Regions from separate parts of the Zea mays genome. Here region 2 is linked to region 1. The links are chromatin contacts, called in public Hi-C maps. All regions are on one chromosome and are shown on one strand. The core of a region is the stretch at or near the end of the contact, and the rest is flanking DNA. Distances in the headings are between cores, read along the strand shown.

Region 1 (7,380 bases), core at 2,116-4,615:
GCTTCTATACGCACTTCAGACCAATCAGGTAGTATAGTTGTCATCGATTGTCCACTTTATGATTATTTCTCTCTCGAAATCTCCAATGTCTGGTTGTTTCTAGACAGCAGATCGACTTGTTTATACCTTTATGGTTTGGTTGAGGTTTCCCCAGCCCAGGTAACGTTTCCAATTTCCATCATGCACGCTCCAAATTGAAAAACAATGACAGAAAAAACAATGACACAACTATCCATCCATCCTAATTAGGTACCGTTTGGTGGTGTAGGGTGACCAAAATTTAGTTACTTTTAGCCCCTAAATAAGCAAACATGGTGACTAAGGGGTGACTAAAAGAAACTAAAGTATTATTTTTATCTTATTTGCTCTCTCCACTTTATTCTTGCAGCAAACATTCACTAATTAATAGGGGTAATACAGTCATTATTCACAGCAATTAATGCACTTTAGTCCGGTTTAGTCACTGGAACCAAACACACTAAAGTTTAGTTTAGTGACTAATAAAATGGGGCCTTAGTCGGTAATCTCCAATCTATTAAGCAACAGAATGTGCAGATGCCGTTTTTAGGCTCTGATATTCTTTCAGACACAAGCCCAAAGCCCAGAAGGAGCTAGCTTTTAAACGAGGGAAAAAAGAATCTGAACACCGCCACCAACAGAACAATGCCAAAAAAAACCAGCACCTCTTCTTGGATCCCGGTACTCTATCCCCATGCACCTCTTCTGCACACAACTCAATCGGCGTTCAGAGGGAGAGACAGAGAGACAGAAAAAAAAAACAACAACAACTTCATGTTCGTCTCAGAAGAAATCTCTTCTTGGCTCTACTCGCTTGGTCCAATCTTGCGTCCAGTTCTCTCTCGATTTGGCGGCACTCGCGCGCCGTCGTCCATATCCATCACTCTCTGGTTGAATAGACGTCTCATCACATCAGTCGCTTTGCTTGCTGCTGGGCGCTCTGTGCGGCGGGGTAGCAGCCTGGCAATGTTTTTACTTGTGCGACACCGCCTCCGATAACGCGTCGCATTCGGCGTGGAAAACCGCTCTCACCGGCCGGTGGTCCGACAGCCTGTAGCTGCACGTCTCGTATTGCACTTGCTTCAGCCCCTTGCCTCGCCACAGAATGCGATCGCACCTGCAATAACAAAGGGAAAGAAAGCATGCCCATCTGCAGGATTCAGTGTACATGACTTTTGCTGCTTGTTATCTATCGAAGAGCTTTTTTTTTCTTCTTTCTTGTTTTTTTTCCTTTCTTTCTTTTGCGAAAGATCTTCTCGAACAAGAAAGGCGAGCTGACCATGCTGGAGCACGCTTCTTGTCGCTGCCCGCACTGTCGAAGCACCAGTGGTACTGGTCGGAGTTGGGCTGGTACTTGTAGGTGGGGGAGAAGGTGATCAGGCCTTCCTGCCAGCCCTCAAAATGCCGCCCTCTCGAGAACTCGAACAGCAGCTGTGTGATCGGAGAGAGAGAGAGAGAGAGGCACCGCAACGTTAATACTAAACATTCAGAAAAAAAAGATTAGGATGACAAGCTGAGTATATATATCTCGTCATAAAGAAGAAGTAGAAGAAGAAAAAACCTGATCGTTTTCCAACAAGACGGGCCATCTCTTGGCTCTCACCAGCGACCTCGTCTCGGCCTCCTCCAGGGATATCCTGTAGTTCAAGTCACCGAGCAAAACCACTTGGCTGCACAAACGGGAAAGAAAACACATATTGTTTGGATAAACAGTCCACAGAGACATGGTGCACAGGGTGATGTCTGCAGTTTATGCGTGATGCCATTTCGGATACCCCCCTTCGTTTTTTTTTCATTCACAAAGGAGACAGGCACATTTAGTAAAAATTTAAACATGTCACATCAGACTAAAGCATTAGTTTAGGGATCACTTATAGTAGAATCCATATTCTAGAAGATGGAAATATGAGGCTGAGGTTGAAGCAGTTTGAAGGGTGAGCTAATGTACACCTACTCATGATCAAGGATCTTCTCCGGCAACTCGTGAGCTGCAGGGCCAGGGAACCTTGTCCTTGCAAGTATGTCCGCGACGTCCAAGTTCCTCAGCAGCACGTCCCCTTGCTTGCCGCCTGAAGCCAGGTGACAGCAGACGAAGCAGAAGCTCGTGTCGTGCAGCACGAACCGGATCGAAACAGAGCCCTGCATGCGCAAAGCAACCCACACACGCCATCCAGGTGACGATCGAATTAATGATCTCTTCGCACGCAGGTGTGCCTCTCTCTTGTGTCCGTCCATGTATTATCTTACGCGCTTATTACCTTGTTCCCTAGGCAGCCCATGATGCCCGAGCCGATGCACGACGCATCCAGGTGACGGATGAGCGGCCTAAGGCTGCTTCTCGCCCACACCGACGTGAAGATGCCGACCATCTGCTTGCTCCTGATGCATCTGAAGCCCTGTGATCCCTCCACAGAGCCTTCGTCGTCCTTGGCGCTGCTGTTCGTGTTCGCCCCGCCTTCTTCTCGACACCTTCTGTTGAGCGCCTCCCCGATCAGCGAGTTCCACTTGGCAGACACGCGGCTCTTCCTAGGACCCAGCACATTTCTCGCGTTCAGTGGCACTATCTCCTGGAACCTAATTAGTAAAGCGTCATCAGATGAGACTGAGAGTGGTGAATCTTAATCAGCAGGGTATGCATGAGCTAGTCGTTCGTTCACAGGTTATTACCCTAGGACGTAGATGTCGTAGGCGTTAGCCCTTGTGTCCAGCCAATCCTCCAAGTCCAAGCCATCGGATGGTGTAACGCCGCCGACATTCCAGGTGCTGGCAAACACACTTCAGATGCCCAGGTGAAAAAAGAAAGATCAGGCCATCAGGGGATGCATGCATGAGAAGGCTATGACGAATGGAAGGAAAAAGTAGGACGAAAAATGCAAGGCGCGCGGCAGTGCAGGTTACCTGTACACAAGTGTATCCTTGTTCCCATTCAAGGGTCTCTTCCCCAAGGTTTCAGAAACCCCAGATACAGATCCGTGGCCATGCAGTTGCTGGCAGCGGTGCAGCAGCTTGTTTGTCACCAGCCTTGACCCGCGGGTGATCTACAACAAGAACGGCATACAATTGTTGTATGCTTCAGCTTTGCTAACAGAGACGAGAGAAACGAATAGATATACAGGTGCGTGTCTGCTCATCACTGGCCGGTCTCTCACCTTCCTGTTCTCTCCCATGGCTTCCTTGTTTAATAGTAGCATGCAGGAGCGAGCATTCATGCATGCACGACCATGTAGTAACCGAACATGGCAAGGCGCTGCATGCGTTATATATAACTAAAGGAAACAGCAAGGAAACAAAGGGAGAAAACCAGCAACTGTGATGTCGACATATCAAGCAGAGCTCTTCAGAACATCCACACAGTATACTGCGTGTCAAGGTTTTTATGGACCAGCCTGGTCACCTGCTGGCTCTCATCGTAATAACAAAGACAGGCAGACAACAGCTAAATTTTTTATTTTTTTTCCAGCATTGCCTGCGCCGGCCCACTGCATGCAGTGCAAATACATGAAGATTAACATGCTATCTTTTTTTCTTTCTAACAAATGGCACACAAGAAGCAATATGGGTATGCAATCCAGAGTGATCTGATTGGCAAGCTGCACTGTCATATGCCTGATGGGTTTGGCTGGGTAGTAAGACCACCACCGTGCTGTGTGCCTGTGTTGAGTAAAGGCCGGGCGGGAAGAGACAAAGGCACACTTGCGCAACTTGTCTACCTAACATATGTTGTTATTGTTATCTGTTTCTTATGCACTTGCGCTACCCTTGGGTTGTTTTTTTTTTTTGGCAATCCAATCACGCAACTTGCGTCTTTATTTTTGCAAGGGTTTTGGACTCTTGTCCCTATATTTTTCTTCTGTGTGTGTTGTTTGAAAAAAAAAACACAGATATATAGATATCTCAAGGCTGTACACTACCGGCTTCTTTGCTGCGTACGTGATAGATCGATCTTGCAGGTAGCGTAGGCCGGCTTTATAGGCCTGAAAAAACAATTCTGCTAGGGCGTTAATGCGCTTAATTATGCGCAGTTTCTTAACGCAAGTGTGCTAGTATGCTTACCCTCTCCCTGACTCCGCAAAAGGAGCATTCTTAATTTCTTATTATCAGGCTGGCTGTGTGCTTCTATCTTCAGCAGATATTTCAAAAGGAGCATTCTTGTAAAACATGGTGAGTTCCTGGGCCAACTAAACTAGATATTTCAAATTTCTTATCAGGCTGGCTGTGTGCTTCTATCTTCAGCAGATATTTCAAAAGGAGCATTCTTGTAAAACATGGTGAGTTCCTGGGCCAACTAAACTAGATATTTCAAATTTCTTATCAGGCTGGCTGTGTGCTTCTATCTTCAGCAGATATTTCAAAAGGAGCATTCTTGTAAAACATGGTGAGTTCCTGGGCCAACTAAACTAGATATTTCAAATTTCTTATCAGGCTGGCTGTGTGCTTCTATCTTCAGCAGATATTTCAAAAGGAGCATTCTTGTAAAACATGGTGAGTTCCTGGGCCAACTAAACTAGATATTTCAAAGTTCGGTCCAGCAGGGAAAAAATATGGAGGATTGAAAAGATGAAGAAGAAAAGAGACCGGCAAGCACCTACCTCTATAGGTAAGACCAGTGCCCACCGTTCATTTTTATTTTTATTTTTTTTGCAGAAAATTCAGCTCGGCATTTGCCACATTTTTATGCATTAGACAAGCGACCAGTCTCATCTCGTGAAACCACCATCGTTCTTTTTCAGCATCAGACGGAGAGCCAGGGAAGCAGGAAGGAAGGATGGTCCCACCCACGTAGGGATGAAAGTGGTAATCTGAACTGTTAGAACAAATTTAATATTTTAAAATAGATATGTATAAAATTTGATGTTCATCTTTTTTTATGTTATCAAGCACATTAGTACAAATATGAATAAAATATTACATAAATTATTTTATGTATTATTTGCTCCCTACAACACAAAAAGTTGAAAAAATTACCGAATTTGTTTCCGAATCCATACCGAAGTTTATATCTATTATTTGAGAAAATATAGGATAAATTTGAGGTTTAACTTTTATGAATCTTAACAAGCTGGATGTTAAAAACAAGAATACAAATTTGTATTGTATATTCTATATCACAATAAAAGAAAAACGACTAAAAAACTGATTACCGAATAAATACCGTTTCCGACGCAGCAGGAGGAATTCTGTCCGTGCGTTTCTCTGGTAGACAAGACAAGCCTACAGTACACACACTGGCATGCAGCCACGCACAGCTCACAGCTGTGGATCGGAAGCCTACGCACAGGCACAGCTGTGGCAAAACCTGTAGCTGCAACTGCAAGATGCCTGAATGGGCATTGCAGTGGGATTCCGTCTGTGCTGGCGCGAGTTAAAAAGAATGGCGACCTAGGAGGATCAAAACTGGTTTTTTTTTTCTTCTTCTTTAGGATGAGAAGTGATAGACACCGGAATTCAGGTTAGATAAGACTCGAATCTGTATGGTTGGATTGGATGCATGACCATACCTCTTACCCAACCTTCAGCAACCTGGGAAATTAGTGACAATTAAGAAGTATGAGCGATCTAGAAATTATGAACTGATCACTCGTAACATAAGGATACATTCAAATGATCTAAGCACCACATGTATTTTGTGTAACTGAGAGAGAGAGGGAGAGAGAGAGAGAGGGATAATTGATTCATATTCTTTAGGTTTGCAGACCCATCAATGACCAAGATGCTGTGATGCTTTTTTTTAATACAAGTTTTGCTTGTAATGCTAGCGCCGAATTGAAGGGAGCTGAACTCTCGGCTGCATAATTCTCCATTTTAAATGAATGTTGCATATCTAAACGGATAAATAATAGGACATTCGGTAAATCAATCATTATGGCCATTTAAAAGGGAACAAGTCCAGGTTCTTTTTTTTTTCATTGATCATCATGCATGAAGCAAATATCAGCATGGCAAGAATCGGGCACTTACACCAAAAATATTGTTTTGCATATTCGGCGCGCGGACTCAACTGAAATATCAGCATGAAGCAAATATCAGCATGGCAAGATGCTGTTAGGAGTTCAACTGAAATAAAAAATGTCTCATTAACACATAGTAAGAAATTGGTATTACACTTTACTGGCTGTTTATCGTACCAGTGTGAGCTGAGACTAGCTACCTTGGGAATTCATGATCTGTTGAAGGATGACAATTTATCCAGCGATGTTTCTTTCCTTGAAATGCACCAAAGACCAACCACAAGACCACTATAGAGCTGTTAGATGCATGTGCACTTTATTGTTGGGAACGAAGGCCGAAACAGACATCGACCTCGATCATCCGACAACCGCAAACAAACCTTGTCTGTGAATTTGGGCTCCAACACAATACATTTAAGTCCGAGAATGGGGACCCTACCGAATATGCGAAGTTCTCATGTTGCGAAGGGTTTGCTACCCCAGTCAGGTTCGGCGGGCAACGAAGGCCAAGTCCACAGCGGGGCTTCGGGCTCATGAGACCGAATACCCCAACGGTTTTGCCTCTAGCTGTCCCTTTCCTCCGGCGCGGTCTACAGAGAACGAGGCAAAGACCTGGAAGAAGCGAAGGGTAATCGTCTCCCCTCGACGTCGGGTTAATGGACGAGCACCAAGCACTTTTATGGTCATTGTACCAAGGACCCCCGGCAAGAGAGAAGGGTTTTCCTATCTCTTACTTACCTTTAATTGATATAATCCTTCTCCTTATATAGAGAGGGAAATAGATCGAACTGATGGACTGTGATGCACTAGGTTGCTCGTCAATAGACTAAACTGATGGACTGTGATGCACATGTCGCTGGTAGACGCTGGCGAGATTGGCGAAACGAGTCATAGGCGCTGGTAAGTACAGGGCCACACGTGCGCGACCAAGGGTGACAGTGTCGTGTGGGGCACGGTCGAAGGCGACTGGGCCACACATGGTGTGATCGAAGGTGGCAGGGCCAAACATGGCACTATCAGAGGCGGTGAGACCGCACGAGGCATGCTCAAACGCGATGGGGCCATGTGTGGCGCGAGAGGTGTTAGTGGGACCGTGGGTAAATAAATAGGTGGCGGCGAAAGGGTCAGCGTCTAGGAGCGTGTCAAGGTCGGGAGGTGGGGAGGAGCTTGCAAGGTGAAAAGCATCCTCATTAAAAACAGCATGTTGAGTGATGATGTGGTGGGTGAGAAGATCAAGGCATCGGTACACCTTATGGTCAGAGGAGTACCAAGAAAAAGATAGCAAGTGGATTAGGGCAAAAGTTTGTGGGGAGCGGAGGTGGTGGTGTCAGGATTGCAAAGGACAGCCAAAGACGCTGAGGTGCGTATAGGAAGGGGCGGTGCTGAAGAGGGCAAAGAAAGGAGTGAGATGACT
Region 2 (7,380 bases), core at 1,967-4,466, 180 kb after region 1:
CTGGAATGAAGTAATTTGGAGTTCATATGCATTTTCTATGAATTATTGAAGTTCTAGCATATATTTTCACATTAAAAATCCTTTTATAATTCAATTTCTCGGGTTTTATAATACTCTGGATCAGGCCTCATTTACTGAAAAGTGCAGGGGTCTCGGAGTAAAATTCTGCAGACACAGGGAATATCACTGGTGAACGGCGGGTTGAATCTCTAATTACCAGGGGGTTCTTTAACAAAAGTGCCCGTGAAGGAGGTATCGGTGAATCGAGGCCGCGGAGTCAACTCCCAGCCGCACGACTCCGACCATTGCGGCGGATCTCGCTGCGCTTCTGTTGAGCGAAGGAGCTAGGAGATGACAGTGTGGCCCCACGTGGCAGTGACAAGGCATACATGGCGCACGCGTGACTTACAGGCATGGCCCACATGTCAGCGTCGGAGATAGGTGGTGGCTGCGTGGTTCAAAAGGGAAATTGGGCCGATTGATGGCAGTGGGCGAGAAAAGGAGAATGGGCCGCAAGGAGGATTTCGGCCCAAGCGCCCCATGGGAGTCTTCTTTTCTTTTTTTCTGTTTTCTTTTCCTTTCTATTTCTAAATTCATAATTTGAATTCCCATTTAGATTTAATTTCGTGGTAGATTTATCTTCACATTAATTTCCCAACTTAAACATGGCATGGTGAATTTATTTATTTTTGATATTTATTTTGTTAAAGCCAATGCTTTGTTTCTCCAAGTTAGAGTTTAAATTCTATAGAGCCATTTATATATTGTTATTGACACTTTTATTTTTATTATCCACAAATGCACAATCACATAAACTCCAGCATGATGCACAATTTATTAAGGATTTATCCACTTTATCTATGCCTACTAATAATTATCATGAATGAAAAGGTACCACACATGAAGATTTATTTCTTTCTCTTATTTTCCAAAGTTGGGTATTACAATAAACAAATGTGGAACGCCTTTGTATCGACTAATTCTCCTAACTGTACTAGGAACTGGCCTATGTACTCATGCATGCTCTTACCTTGGTCACCCGAAATTTTACGAAGTCGGGTATCCTTGTTCTCTTAGGGTATGAGTGATAATCAAATTGGGTGTCATAGGCTTTTCGATATGACTGCCCCCAAAGATCATGCTAACTCCAAGCTTATCTCGGAACACCCTAGCTGTCTCCTCCCTTACTATGTCATTAGCGGCCGGTCATAGTCCATCGGCCCTTTGATGTGTGGTTTGAGTATTATGCTATCTCCCCACCCACTGGTTTGGGTTTTGTGGGGATATTAGTGCTTGCTCTATGTGGCTCATATGGTTGGTCATCTCTTTTCGGCTTTCTAGGGTACCGAAAAGTACTCGCCCCCACGTGTCTGGGATGTCATATCACGATGCTGTGGTGCTATAGGATGTAGCGGGAGGTTTGGCTGGGACGGATGTATAGATGGGTAATAATAATTATCGTTAGGTTCTGTGTACTCTGCGCCGGACCGTACGACTGTATGCGCGGACTATGCGACCACATGGGCGGACTGTCTGGTGATGTATTCAGACTGTCCGACGTTGTGCGTGGATAGTCCGAATTGGCCAGCTAGGGTTTGCGAGGGATGCGACAACTCAAGCGTGGACTTCGATAATTTGGTTCAAAAAGCGAGGTCGGTCGATGCTGGCCCGGAGAGTCCGCGCTTACGCGCGGACGGTCCGGTCATGCACAGATCAACATGATTACCCCCGATTTGCGTTGGAGGTTGTGGTTGTCTAAGATATGTGTCTATCAACATCTTGTAAAGGGGTTAGGATTGGTCATGCCAATCTAGAACTGTTGAATCGCGTGTATTTTCCCTAGTTTCAACCTCGTGCGATGGAAAATTTGTGACGATAGATTTATTGAATGCACACACTAGCCTCTTATAATGATTTTGCATAACCCTATGATGTGTTGCATTTGTTCTCGCTGCTCGTCTATGTAAGCTTTAAGAGATTGGATTTCATTTGTCTCACTTACCTTGGGGGCAGCTGTAGCAGGTCGGACGGTCTACAACCAAGGGCTAGACGGTCGGCGGCCTGGCGCAGAGGTGAGAGTTCCCTGCTGACGAGCCGGACGGTCCGCGCGTGCACAGGGGCGGCGGCGTTCGCCAACAGCACCTGGATCTCGCTCCTGGGTGGAATCCCGTCGTGGAGGAGAGATTCTAGGGTTTGTGTTGGGATCGGCAGGCTACCCAAGACGTCTCTATAGGACGTAGAGCCGAAAATAGGTGAAGATTAGAGAGAGGAAGCTACGTTACTGTCTACTCCTACGGCAAAAGGTAAAGAACGGAAGATATATTGATTGTAGTTCTATTGTTGGTCATCGCAATCGGCTGTACCCCTTCATATATATAGGAGGAGGTATGTACCTGTTCCTAAGCGTCTCCCAACAGCAACCGCGGGTTTAGAGGGATAAACATGCGCGAAAAGGGATTAGTTACGCCTGATATGATCTAATTGCGGACCGTTCAGTCCTCTGGGCCGAACCGTCCGGCTGTGCCCAGTGGCACAAATGGTGCTCAACACATGCATCCCTGCCTTTTGGAGAAACTGAGCGAACCAAAAGCACTGGTGCAGGCTGGAATCAACTCGATGTGACAACATCAGTTTTAACATCTTGCCACAAATTAAGATGATATTGCTTTAGGAAACAACCATTCAACACCTTGTGCAAGCCTTTACCTTGCGATGTTTGCAACATGTAGGCGTTACGAGTTATTACCTGTGCAATATTTTAAGGACCTTCCCAACTTGACCGTCCACGCTTAAGGCCGGACCGTCCGGTCCTCAGGTCGGATCTTTCGGTCGTGTATAGTACCACAAATGATGCTTAATATTTAAAAATAATATATGACTTATTTTGACAAACATTTCTAACTGGACTAACTCTATTTTACAAGTTCATGACCTGTTTTGAAAGAGCTATCCATTCTAACAAATTAATTTACAGCAGAGAAACTGAAATGATGGGAGAGGAAAGCGGCAGAGCATGGTATGCACAAAACGTTTGCCTCCAACTATAAACGCGGCAACCCGAGAGGCCGCGACTGCCGAGGCAGGGTCTGGGGCCGGTCAGTGTTGTGCCGCCCGTTGAAACCACCACGTAACGTCTCGGACGGCTAGACGCGGTCCACGCTAGCTCCTTGCTATCTCCGTCCTACTCCTCCTCATACTTTACCGCAAAGCGCGCACCACGAATTGCACCTACCCATTTCGCTAATCTCCCTCCACGAGCCGACCAAATCGAATCGAATCGCGCGCAGCGCGCCCGCGCAGCGATTGCCGGCGATGGCGAGCCTCACCCTGCCGCCGGCGCCCCCCAACCCACGGCAGGACGCCATCGACCTCCAAAAGGCCTTCAAAGGTCCGCTACGCCACTAATTTCCCCTCGGCTTCTCGCCCAAATTACGGCTGCCCCACAATTCGTCGGGGTCAGCCGCGCCGTTGTTGTTTGATTCTCGTTTTCGGTCAGATACTGTGGCTGAATGGACAGGAGATTATTCTATGGGGCCGGAAACCGTCGTTGCTATTTGGTTGCCTGGCGGTTACCTTGATTTTCTGCGCATGCGAGTTTGGGGGGTGCGTCGAGGAGCTAGACGATGCTACAACAATTCCCTATTCCAGGGGGGGGGCTAGCTGGACTGGGTTCAGATTGCAGATGGGAAGGTGGTCGAGGAGGGTTATTGTTATTAGAGGCTTATATAGGCCATTGGAAATTTCCTGTGGTTGCTAGGTCAGTAATTGGGTAGCGATTGATCTGGATACAGTGATGGAAATTACGGTGATTATGACATCTTTTGTTTTATCTGACTATAATTTGGGGTCAAGCATGTAGTGGAGTAATACAAGGGAAACTCACCTGCAATTCTGGACGGTGTAGGTGCTATAGATTCCACATGTGTACCTGATAACTAAATTAGTGTACAGTGAACCGAGGGAAATGCATGGGTAACTATAAGTTTCACATACGGTGACTGAGGAAAATGTATAATAACTGTAAGGTACACACATATATATTAGAATTTATTTTTAATGAAAGTATGGTGGTCTTTTGTATGCTCTAACATGTGTGATTAAAGAATTCTGTGGTTAGCTGATATGCAAGTTGATGCATTTGTTAATTATTTTATTGTTTGGTTTATTTCTATTTTGTTACGCATTTCCTTTCCATAAACATTCCAATTTGCTCACAATACCTTAAGAGTGCTGTGCACCAACTGCCATAAAAAGGCCAAAAGACAGGTCAACTGCTTCTAGCCTTCCAGGAACTTATTAATAATCCCTCTGCTTTTTTTATTTAGTGTTTCTGACTTTTCATGGCTTAGATATGCGACTTTGACCATTACTTGTAACTTTATATCACTAAAATGTTGTAATTCTATATGTGTTTCTTGGGATGGTCTGTAACTATTAATTCAATGTGTTTTTTTTCTTGTATTTTTATCACAAAACAATTTATGATCTGATATTTTTCATCAACAAAATTGAAAATTGTTGTTCAGAGTGAGTTTGGTTTGATATGCTTGAATGATGACAGCTATTGTATGTAAGTGAGCATAAATAGTACTACTGTTCTCGAATATTTGTGGCCCGCTAGTTCATTTTTGAACTAAAACGCGACAAATAAAAAAAGAACGGAGGGAGTGTAACTTAGACATGTAATTGAATTCCAGTAATTGAGTGATCTGCATACTTCGATCCTTTTACTTAAAATATCAAAGTTTTTTATTTTCATTACTGACTTGAAGGAGGTGGTCATTGAACATGCTGACTTTTTTATATTGTGCGTTGGTTGATGGTTGTCCATGTCCAGGGTTTGGCTGTGACAGTACAACAGTGATAAACATACTTACTCATCGCGATTCAGTGCAGCGTGGACTCATTCAACAGGAATACAGGGCTATGTATCATGAGGAACTCTCCCATCGCATTTCATCTGAACTCAATGGAAACCACAAGGCATGAAAATTTCTCAAATCATTAATCTAGCTGTACCAATATACTTTATCATCTGTACCATGTATCCACCGTTGAGAACTGATGATTTGAATGGATTAGCTAAAAAAGTGAATATGTGTTGCTCCAATCATGATTTACGTTTAATTTATCAAAACCAATATGTTAAAATATGTTAACTTTGTTTCATGTGGCTCCAGAAAGCTATGTTGCTGTGGATTCTTGATCCTGCTGGACGTGATGCAACTGTTTTGAGAGAAGCTCTAAGTGTTGACACTATGGATCTGAGAGCAGCCACTGATATTATATGTTCCAGGACGCCATCACAGTTGCAAATAATGAAACAGACTTATTATGCTAGATTTGGTACTTATCTTGAGCATGACATTGGTCACCACACATCTGGCGATCACCAGAAGGTCCTGATCCTTGGTACTTAGAGTATCTGCCTTACATTTGTTCTACTTCACCTCATACATGATGATACATGAAAGACACTTAAAACTAGTCATTTTATCCATCTTTATGTATTACACTGACTAGCATTAGGAAGGTGAATATTTGTCTGTAATTTCTTTGGAACAACTTTCATGTGTGGCTAAATGATTGCATAACCTGCTATTGTGAGTCTATGTCTATGAGATATCCTCACATCTAATGTCTGTGTTGTATAAGACTGATGGAATGCCCATTCTTCATTGACATATTGCAATTACTGATGTGAAGTTGGTTCAATTGCTTTTGTGTAGTCATTTATGCTTTGTACATAATGCACAAAGAGATTCTGTAGCATGAACTTCATGTGATGTATGCCAATCAATACTTTTTATAAGTTTGTAGTTAATATCTGTTCAAATTTAGATTGCACATTTTTCTGCCAGAAATAATTTACGATATAATGTATATTTCAGCTTTTACTTGCCTATGTGGGGATTCCACGCTACGAAGGTCCTGAGGTTGATCCTACCATTGTGACACATGATGCAAAGGATTTGTACAAAGCTGGTGAGAAAAGGCTGGGTACGGATGAGAAGACCTTTATCCGCGTTTTCACTGAACGCAGTTGGGCACACTTGGCATCTGTTTCGTCTGCCTACCATCATATGTATGACCGGAAATTAGAGAAGGTAACACTTCTGTTTGCACACTTCTGGGATAAGCATTTTTTTATTCTCTGGTTTATTTTTTCACAGTGCCGTTTATATATGATAGGTTATCAAGAGCGAAACATCTGGAAACTTTGAATTCGCACTTTTAGCTATCCTCAGATGCGCGGAAAACCCAGCAAAGTATTTTGCAAAGGTACTGCGCCCATGTTGTTTTCAGTAAAGAAATATTGTAGATTTTGAAATCCTGTGCAGGCACCATAGGTGTATAAAATCACTGATTGATTTAGAGTCGAGTTATGTTTTGCTGATAGATTTAGCCATAGCCAACAGCTGTTCTTTCTTACGAAATTATAATTTAACATTTGGTGAAGCAAAGATCACTAGTTGATATGACACTGATATAAAGTTTGCTGTACCATCTAGAGTTGATCTTTTTATTTCTTATTTCAATTATATGTAACTTGCCACCATTCCAAAGTGTTATTTTCTGCTAATGCTGCGAAATGAGCATGTTCAAGATTGCTCTTGTATCTTCGGTGCCGAATACAGCTCTTACGAAAGGCCATGAAAGGTCTAGGCACTGATGACAAGACACTTATAAGGGTTGTGGTGACGAGGACTGAAATTGATATGCAATATATCAAGGCAGAGTACTTCAAGAAGTATAAGAAGCCATTAGCTGAGGCTATCCACTCCGAAACATCAGGAAACTATCGGACATTCCTTCTTTCACTTGTTGGTCCTGGACATTAGGTTTGTTCCCTGGAGATACAGTGATTAAAGCATTTTCAAACTGATCTCATATTTACTTGTATTTTCCTTTCGTCAGGTTATGTTTCGACCATGGGACATGATATTCCATCCATCCACCCTAAATGCAGCGACCTACCTGGAAAACTTATGATGTTGCCATTTGTCAGTGGTGACTCGTGGATTCGTCTAACTTCCACATATGCGGTATCTAGTATGCTTGACTAAAGTATTCGTGTTTAAATTTGTATCTGGGTTTCTTGTTGGAAAATTCTGTGCGGGGGCACAACAGCTGTTGTTGGTCACGCTAGGCTTGACTTGTGTCTCCATGACATCAATAATATTATGTCATGTTCGTGTGTGGTCATTCCACTATTAGAGAAAGCACCATATGTACCGGTTGGGAATTGGCTTTAAAGAGGAGATTTTAGTACCGGTTCTTGGTATGAGCTGATACTAAAAGTTACATATTTAGGGCTAGTTTGGGAACCACATTATTTGAAGGAATTTTCATTTTTCAAGGGAAATTAGTTTATTTTCT

The links. A called contact is a pair of places that touch in the nucleus more often than the background predicts.
Region 2: a contact with region 1 is called in a Hi-C map of ear, with 2.8 times the contacts expected there. The contact joins the promoter of LOC100193535 here to the promoter of LOC103632710 in region 1. A contact is called at or near these places in 3 of 25 Hi-C or Micro-C datasets (ear, endosperm and leaf).

Annotation. Positions count from the first base shown.
Region 1 is chr7:111,468,916-111,476,295 of Zm-B73-REFERENCE-NAM-5.0, forward strand. LOC103632710 (type IV inositol polyphosphate 5-phosphatase 9) reads right to left here and starts at 3,366. Exons shown (of 8, transcript XM_008654455.3): 1 at 3,168-3,366; 2 at 2,917-3,056; 3 at 2,686-2,793; 4 at 2,277-2,592; 5 at 1,973-2,157; 6 at 1,580-1,688; 7 at 1,298-1,449; 8 at 514-1,135. The coding sequence starts at 3,227. The coding sequence ends at 991. LOC103632709 (a long non-coding RNA gene) reads left to right here and starts at 2,030. Exons shown (of 3, transcript XR_004851497.1): 1 at 2,030-2,192; 2 at 2,289-4,615; 3 at 4,749-4,921.
Region 2 is chr7:111,652,566-111,659,945 of Zm-B73-REFERENCE-NAM-5.0, forward strand. It overlaps LOC100193535 (Annexin D5), which reads left to right and starts at 3,217. Exons shown (of 7, transcript NM_001138646.2): 1 at 3,217-3,388; 2 at 4,838-4,983; 3 at 5,181-5,399; 4 at 5,892-6,107; 5 at 6,193-6,282; 6 at 6,735-6,842; 7 at 6,919-7,216. The coding sequence starts at 3,313. The coding sequence ends at 6,842.